Regions from separate parts of the Sus scrofa genome. Here all the other regions are linked to region 1. A link is a contact called in public HiChIP or PLAC-seq and promoter capture Hi-C data. All regions are on one chromosome and are shown on one strand. Each heading gives the region's core, a stretch centred on a gene start, on an enhancer-like site or on the middle of the called end of the contact. The rest is flanking DNA. Distances are from core to core; before and after follow the strand shown.

Region 1 (2,700 bases), core at 67-2,566:
CTACTCCATCCCTATCAGTATCAGGAACTCCTTAACATGTTTTTTTTTTTTTTTTTTTGGTCTTTTTAGAGCTGCACCTGTGATCCCAGCTGTGTCTGCAACCTACCCCCCCAGAGCTCAGGGCAACGCTGGAGTGAGGCCCAGGATCAAACCTGTGTCCTCATGGATACTACTCAGATTCGTTTCCGCTGAAACACGATGGGAACTCCACATTTTAGGGGGGTTTCTTTTTTATTAATATCACTTTTTTTTTCTTTTTTGCTCTTTTTTTAAGTGCCACACCCTCGGCACGTGGAGTTTCCCAGGCTAAGGGTCTAATCGGAACTACAACTGCCGGCCTACACCACAGCCATAGCACACGTCTTCAATCTACACCATGGCTCACAGCAATGCAGGATCCTCAACCCACTGGGTAAGGCCAGGGATGGAACCTGCAACCTCATGGTTCCTAGTCAGATTGTTTCCACTATGCCACAACGGGAACTCCCACATTTTAGTGTTTTAATCTGCCATGACTTTTTTCTGCAAATTGACTTAACAGAGCACTCAAGAGTTCTTTATCTTGATTACTGAGTTTTCTCATTTTCTTAAATCTTGTCTCTCCCTCACCCCAGGAATCTCAACCTGAACTGTTCTGGCCCCCTCTGAATTTTCTTACTTACCCTTTGTAAGGTTTCTGAAGGGTACACTTTAAGATTCTGTTTCTTTTTCTTCTGCCTTTTGACACTGACTTCTCTCTGTTCTGTAGACAAAGACTTGAGCTTTTAACTTTGTAGAACTTAAAAACTTTTGCTCTACGCTGTTCAAACTGCTCTAAGCAGGGTTTTGAGTAAAGCCACTACACTTTTATCTGTCTGGACTATTCTTTAAATGCTTTTCCTTACTGCTATCTCCTGCACAAGACTCGGACTAGCTCTTGGGGGAGAGGGGAGAACAAAACCAATTAGTTCCCCCATTGAGAGGAGGAGGAGTACATTCTAGGGGACCCCCCACCCCGCGCGCACCAAGTGCAGAATCCAAACCTTGCAAAAGCTGAAACAAACTCATTTCCCCAGGAGCAAGTCTCTCTGGTCGCCTTAGCCCTCAAAACCTACGTCTAGTCACAGTGACTCAGCGAGATTCTGAGCGAAAGGATGGGAGTCCCCCGCGTCCTCCTTTTGTCCGGCCAATTCCGTGCGGAAGCGATTTCCTGGGGCTGGGGAGGCACGAATGACGCGCCCAACGGAACCCGGACCCCATTGGTTACATCCTCCCACCTTCGCCCCGACCCCAGAGGCCCCTCTCATTCTCTGCCCCCTGGGCACCCTTCTCGCACGCGGGTCCCTAAATTTGCCAGCTGCCGAGGTGAGCCCCGCCCTGCACCCCAGGGCCCATGGGGCGGCTCCGCCTTTGCTGGTCCCCCAGTCTGTGGGCCGGGCCAGATCGTGTATAAAGTAGCCGGGCGCTCCGCCGGCAGCACGAGTGACACCTCCCAGGTCGCAGCCAGAGGACCTACAGCCCCCCGCGCCTTCCCAGCTTGAGTCGGCCCGGCAACCAGCAGCCCGGCCAATCTGCGCGCCGCCGGAGCCATGGCGGGTGAGTGGCCCCCCCGGAGCCCTGCAGGGCTCAGCCTGCGTTTTCTTCTTCCTTGACGCAGGACTGGAGGAGTGACGGCATTAGGTCCCAGGATGAGCCCTGCCAAACACCAGGAGACGGGGAACTCCCGCTAATACTCTGACCGCACAAACCGCAGTGGGCGTTTAAGAGAGAATTGACCTTGGAAGCAACACAATTTCTCCAAAACTGGTCAGAAATCGGCCGTCAGAGGCCACACTGACCCACTGGCACAACTCGTTTGGCCTTAATAGTATTTAAAACATTTTAGAGTAAGTTACTAAGATTTGAACATAAAAATCTGGACCAAATAGGAGGAAAATTGGCTGGGGAAGCTGCTCCCTTTAGTTGGACAGATGCCAGAGCCAGCTCCCAGCTCCCAAGCCAGGAATCATTTTCGACTGTGACCTTTGGAGTGGGCACACCTGCTCTGGTATTGGCATTGGGTGCATGTTGAGTGACAGAAACTCCCTCCTCTCCTGTCAGTCTGATGCGTGGGCCCCTTTCACACATCCTGGACCAGCTGCAACACCAGGACCAGCCAGAAAGCCTGGCCCTGAGATTGCACAGTGCTAAGGTCCAGACATCTATTTCCTCGACAGGGGCAGAATTCTACCTTTCTGTAATTTCTTTCCTGTGAACCTAGTTCTGCTTTCTGAACACACACATTCAAAACACACCTCATCTTGTTAAAAGTAAGGATGGACGGGGGGGTTGTTCCCTTCGTTGACAAGCTAGTTGAACTCTGAGAAAAGGGATGCAACTGCTGGCGATGCCACAGCCATAGCAACAGCAATGCCAGATCCGAGCTGCATCTGTGATCTATACCGTAGCTTGTGTTCACGCGGATCCCGGATCCTTAACCCGCTGAGCGAGGCCACGGATCAAACCCACATCCTCATGGATCCTAGATGGGTTCGTTATCACTGAGCCACAGCAGGAACTCCCACAACCCCTTTCTTTCTTGTCAGCTTTATATCTTGCCATTCAGTTCTATATAGGTCATCAATGAAACTGCATGTTAACAGAGTACAGTTCAGTCTGAAAGGTTAGTAAAAACTCCTTAATTCAGATTGGCTGCAGTTTGAAGACAGAATTGTAATGTCA
Region 2 (2,700 bases), core at 104-2,603, 270 kb after region 1:
GTCTGTAACCTACACCACAGCATAAGGCAAAGCTCAATCCTTAGCCCTCTGAGCAAGGCCAGGAATCAAACCCAAAACCTCACTGTTTCTAGTTGGATTCGTTTCCACTGTGCCACGACGAGAACTCCTAGAAATGTTTTCTTAACTGGAGCGGATTTATTACTTGGGTGAATACATTTTTCAAAACTCAACAAGCTGTACACTTTAAAGGAACACAATGTACTCTATGTAAATCACACCTCAAAATAGAGTTTAAAAAAATGAGAAGTCTGGGAGTTCCAGTTGCAGCTCAGCAGAAACGAATCCGACTAGGAACCAAGAGGTTGCAGGTTCCATCCCTGGCCTCGCTCAATGGGTTAAGGATCTGGCGTTGCCCTGAGCTGTGGTATAGGTCACAGATGCAGCTTGGATCCTGCAGTGGCTGTGGTGTAGGCCAGCAGCTGCAGCTCCGATTCAACCCTAGCCTGGGACCCTCCATATGCTGAGAGTGTGGTCCTAAAAAGTAAAAAAAAAAAAAAAAAAAAAAAAAAAAAGAGAGAGAGAGAAGTCTGTTTCCTTTAAGAAAGAAAGAGTTATACCAGGGAGGGTCTCAAGGAGAATTTGTAGAACCTGACACAACAGACTTTACAAAAGAGGGTGACAGACCTAAATCAATGGCCAAAAAAAAAAACCAACTCACAACCTCCGGCCTCAAGGTCAACTCAAAATAGAAAAAAAAAAATAAAGGCGGCATAATGGAGGGATGGGAGGGTGGGGAGAAATCTCAGCTTCTTAAGAAAACGAAGACCAAACATGGTATTACTTCACAAAGTACAGGGCGAGGAGCAAAGGCTCTAGAGCCTTCAAATGGCTCTGTTAAACGAGAATCTGTGAGGCTGCTTCCCTTTCTGTAAAATGGGGATAACGACGACTCAAGAGTTTAGCCTAGCAGACAGAAAGTGCTCGATGTGTGACACGCAGCGCATTATATCACTGAAGACACCAGAATTGCATACCGACCAGGCCTCCCCAGTCTCCGTCTCGTGGTCGCTTTCGTACGCCTGGTCGCAGACAGCCAGGCCTCACTTCCCTCCTATACACGACCCTAGCAGCGTTTTCGGGCCCGACCACCCCTCGCTGCCCACCTCCCGGGCCTCACCTCGTTCATGAAGCGGGTGACATCGTAGACTCGGCCATGGATAACCAGCCATAGCTCTTTCGGGGAGTTGCGCTTCGCCACCTCCTCCAACCGGTAATAGGTGACGGAGGTCTCGACCCCTTGCCCATCGCTGCCGCTGGCTTCCACAGTCGCCATTGGGTCTCCAATATCTCTTCTCCACCGCTAACCCGGTTTCCGCCGCTAACTTCCTCGAGGTGGAAAGAGCCCTCAGTTCTTCCGGGCTTCCGTAACCAGGCCCATAAGGCTCCTGGCAACAGCCAATCATGACCTCGGATAGTTCCTGGTTCTTTTTCTCTTCACCAATGAAACGAGGGACTCAGTTTCAAATCCCGCCCACTACTGGCATGATCCTAGGGGCGTGGGCCTGGTTCGAGGTCCAACTAACCAATCATATTTACCCATCCTCTCCAATCTCACCAATGAAATACTGTGATTTTGGAAAAGCGCCGAAGAGAGACGTTGACAGACGAGTCAGGCAAAGAGCCAGAAGGTTTCCTCTTCACTCGCCGTAGGGCCCCGCAGAATTCTGAAAAGAGGGAGCAGAGTCACCATTCCTATTTCCTTCTCCACGCGGCGGATCCTTCCTGAGCCACGTGGAGCTCGTTTCTCCCCCCACCATCCGCACAGTTCTCTGTTCCTGCCCCAGATTTACGTTTTTAGTTTGCAGCCTCCAGGCTGTGACCCGCGAACCCCGTCTCTCTAAGGCAGTCTTCTCACAAGCAAAATGGGCATAATCTCTACCTTATAGATTAAATGAGAGTGCAGAAAGCTTGGTACATAACAATACATAAGTGACCGGCGGTGTTAGAAAAAGCGGAATGACTGACCTGAGGCCTTGAGACAGTGACTGGGGTTACAGTATGGAGTCACCTAACTTTGTGCCACTACTAAGAATCTGATTTTGTCATGTCAACTATATCTTAAGGCTGGATTTTAAATGAATTCTTTAATGATCAGGACAAACTACACTGTTTTGTTTCTATGTGTTCTAAAATAGAATTCGCCTCAACTGTCGCTGGGTAGAGGTCCTGGCCTTTTGGAATTACAAGTTGGGTTAATGTGCAGGGTAGTGAGCTACTCATTTTTAACTGCCATTGCAAATGCCAAGTTGGTTATTGTGAAATGTCATTTTCATCATGTCACTCTCCCCTACTCTCCATAGTCCACCCCCACCCACTTTCACCTTTTATAAGCCTTGTGCACCAGCTACTGACTCCTAAACTTACGAGTAAAAATTCACATCTGGGGTCTTACAAGCTCCATCCCCTCTCTTCCAGGGAGTTCCCTGGTGATCTAGCTGTTAGGACTCAGGCGCATTCACTGCTGTGGCCCAGATTCAGTCCCTGGTCTGGGAATTGATGTCCCACATCAAGTAGCTGCAAGCTGTGGGTCAAAAAAAAAAAAAAAAAAAAAAAAAACAAAACAGGAGTTCCTGTCGTGGCGCAGTGGTTAACGAATCCGACTAGGAACCATGAGGTTACGGGTTCGGTCCCTGCCCTTGCTCAGTGGGTTAAGGATCTGGCGTTGCCATGAGCTGTAGT
Region 3 (2,700 bases), core at 55-2,554, 310 kb after region 1:
GGGATGCAAGGTAAACAAGAAGACAAAGTACGTGGCCCCAGAAGTGCTGAGGAAGGATGAAGGAGGGGCAAAGGAGGGAGCACCAAAGGGATTTAACATAACTCAGAAAGTCAAGAAAGGGTGAAATGTCCTTCAAGTGAGGTTTGAAGGACAGGAAGGGTTTCCTTAGGCTGGAATGGACAACATGAAGCTCTGAGCAAACTGAGTAGTAGATGAAAAGGAAGTGATAAAAGTTGTGCATACACATATGAAAAGTGAGCCCAAAATGAGGTTGGCAAATAGGTAACTTCTTCAGACTTTAAAAGTCATGTTAAGGAGTCTGCACTTTGTTCAATAGTAAAAGGGAAGGTTGATGAGTGAATGTCCTGATCTTTGTTCTACTGTGTAATCTATTTTTTTTTTCTTGGCTATGCTTGCAGTATACGGAACTTCTCTGGCCAAGGGTCAAACCAGTGACCTGAGCCACAAGCAGTAGCAATGCCTGATGCTTAACTCTCTGAGCCACCAGGGAAACTCCTCTGTGTATTCTTCGACTCAGTAGTTCTACTTAAAGGAAATTATTCTAAGGAAATAATTATGAATTTGTGCAATGATATAGTTAAAAGGATCTTTCTAACATTTAGATTGTCTAGAATTACAAAATTTTTAAATAGCCTAAACGCCTTACAGTAGTGGTTTATATAAAGGAGGCTTTCATTTCACCCATATATTGGAATGCTATGTAGCTGCTAAAGATACTGTAGAAAAAGTATTTAGTGACATGTAAAGATGTCCACTAGATGCTGAATGCAAAATAAAGGCTCTATAAAATATATATATAACATAATTCTAGTTTTTTTGTGTGTGTATACAAACACACACACAAGGTATACAAAAGACACTGGAAGGCTATAAACCTAAATGTCAGCTTGTTTTTTCATGTGGGGATAAGGCTGACTTAAATGTTAAGCTTTGCATTATTTCTTCCAATTGTTCTACAACAAAATGTGCTATTTTTCTAATTTTAAAAACGTATATGTCTTACATGTCTAGGGGTTTCGTGGTGCCGGCCATATTCTATTTCTTGACCTCGACTGGGTTAACACTGGCCTTTTACTTTAGTAAAATGTAAACTTGTTTAACAAAGTTTCCTCTCTATGTTACATTTCGCGATTTAAAAAATGTTTAATACACACTTCACGCCTTTGTTTTTCAATATTTTATACATAGCCCCGAGTCTCCAGTACAGTGTTACAAAATAGCGGAGGGAAATTGACATTTGACCACAAACCTAGGTTGGTTTAACCCATCTGGCTGCCGTGAACTTCAAGTCCCAGAATGCACTGCGGCCGACACACCGGGAACTACGGAGTCGGAGAGGGGGCCAGGGAGCCCCCGGTCCTTTCCCTCCCAGAAGCCCGCGGGCGCCTCAGAACGGTGTTCGTATCATGGCCGCGGGAGCCGGGACGGCAGGCCCTGCTTCCGGCCCGGGCGTCGTGCGTGACCCGGCGGCGTCACAGTCGGGGAAGCGTCCCGGCAGAGAGGGCGGGGAGGGCGCGCGGCGATCGGACGCGATGGCGGGAGGAGGCGGGAGCAGCGATAGCAGCGGGCGGGCGGCAGGCAGGCGGACGTCCCGCAGCGGCGGGCGGGCTCGGCGGGGGCGCCACGCGCCGCGGCTGGGGGGCGCCGCGGAGCGGGGCGCGGGGGAGGCGCGGCTGGAGGAGGCAGTCAACCGCTGGGTGCTCAAGTTCTACTTCCACGAGGCGCTGCGGGCCTTTCGGGGTAGCCGGTACGAGGACTTCAGGCAGATCCGGGACATCATGCAGGGTGAGGGCCGAGCCGGGAAAGGGAGGCTGGGGGGCTCCTGGGAAGGAGATCTGCGGGGCCCGAGCGTCGGGGCTGGGGGTCGCCGTGCCAACGATGTCTTCTTTCCTAGCTTTGCTTGTCAGGCCCTTGGGGAAGGAGCATACCGTGTCTCGGCTGCTGCGGGTTATGCAGTGTCTGTCGCGCATTGAAGAAGGGGAGAATTTAGGTATGGCTATTTTTATGTTCTTTTCTGGGCTTATTTAGGGTTATGTTGTTTTCAAACTTACATCCGGGACTGAAAGATTCACGATTAAAGTGGGCTGCTATGTTTCGATACAGTGGTCTTTTTCCTTCTAGGATGAGTTTATTCTCTAGTTCTAGTTTTCTACAGTTGGGATTCTCTTGGCTGCTTTTCTCTGTTTTTTTATTTCCTCCCACCTGTTTCTTGCTCGCCCCAACTTTGTTGCTATCTGAAGTGAGTTATGTGAAGATGACCATTTTTCCTCCATAGTGGTGTGTTTTAAAGAACACTTTTTCTCCCCCGGAATTGAACCTCACAGCTGTTTAGCAAAACGGCCTTCAGTTTCTGGCCATTTGTATCTGAGGAAGATGTGAGTATGCTGAAATTTAGATGCAGATGAATGTGTTAAAAAATAAATTTTTTTACCTGTCTTGAAAATTACTGAAAATCACTTGAAATTCATTAATTTGAATCTGGACCGTTAACATGTTTGTAAGTCTGCAGCCAGTATACCAGCAAATTAAATGCAAATCTTAACTATATTTGCATGTTTCTTTTTGATATATATATATATGTATATATATATATATTTGGACATAATTCTTCTGCTCCTTAGAAAATAGGTTAGTGAAAACTGTGCTCTTTGTCCTAGACTGTTCCTTTGATATGGAGGC

The links. Promoter capture Hi-C pulls out the DNA fragments that hold promoters and counts their contacts. HiChIP or PLAC-seq counts read pairs in DNA pulled down with a chosen protein or histone mark.
Region 2: a promoter capture Hi-C map of fetal liver shows a contact between it and region 1, with 2.2 times the contacts expected there. The contact joins the promoter of CYB5B here to the promoter of NQO1 in region 1. A contact is called at or near these places in 1 of 5 promoter capture datasets (fetal liver) and 1 of 2 datasets of contacts at active chromatin or transcription factors (alveolar macrophages).
Region 3: an H3K27ac HiChIP or PLAC-seq map of alveolar macrophages shows a contact between it and region 1. The contact joins the promoter of TERF2 here to the promoter of NQO1 in region 1. A contact is called at or near these places in 3 of 5 promoter capture datasets (fetal liver, fetal skeletal muscle and skeletal muscle), 4 of 47 Hi-C or Micro-C datasets (embryonic fibroblasts, heart right ventricle and subcutaneous adipose tissue) and 2 of 2 datasets of contacts at active chromatin or transcription factors (alveolar macrophages and skeletal muscle).

The regions. Positions count from the first base shown.
Region 1 is chr6:17,291,646-17,294,345 of Sscrofa11.1, forward strand. It overlaps NQO1 (NAD(P)H quinone dehydrogenase 1), which reads left to right and starts at 1,317. Exons shown (of 6, transcript NM_001159613.1): 1 at 1,317-1,575. The coding sequence starts at 1,569.
Region 2 is chr6:17,556,677-17,559,376 of Sscrofa11.1, forward strand. It overlaps CYB5B (cytochrome b5 type B (outer mitochondrial membrane)), which reads right to left and starts at 1,354. Exons shown (of 5, transcript NM_001159592.1): 1 at 1,139-1,354. The coding sequence starts at 1,294.
Region 3 is chr6:17,604,444-17,607,143 of Sscrofa11.1, forward strand. It overlaps TERF2 (telomeric repeat-binding factor 2), which reads left to right and starts at 1,305. Exons shown (of 10, transcript XM_003126908.4): 1 at 1,305-1,806; 2 at 1,916-2,011; 3 at 2,679-2,700. The coding sequence starts at 1,428.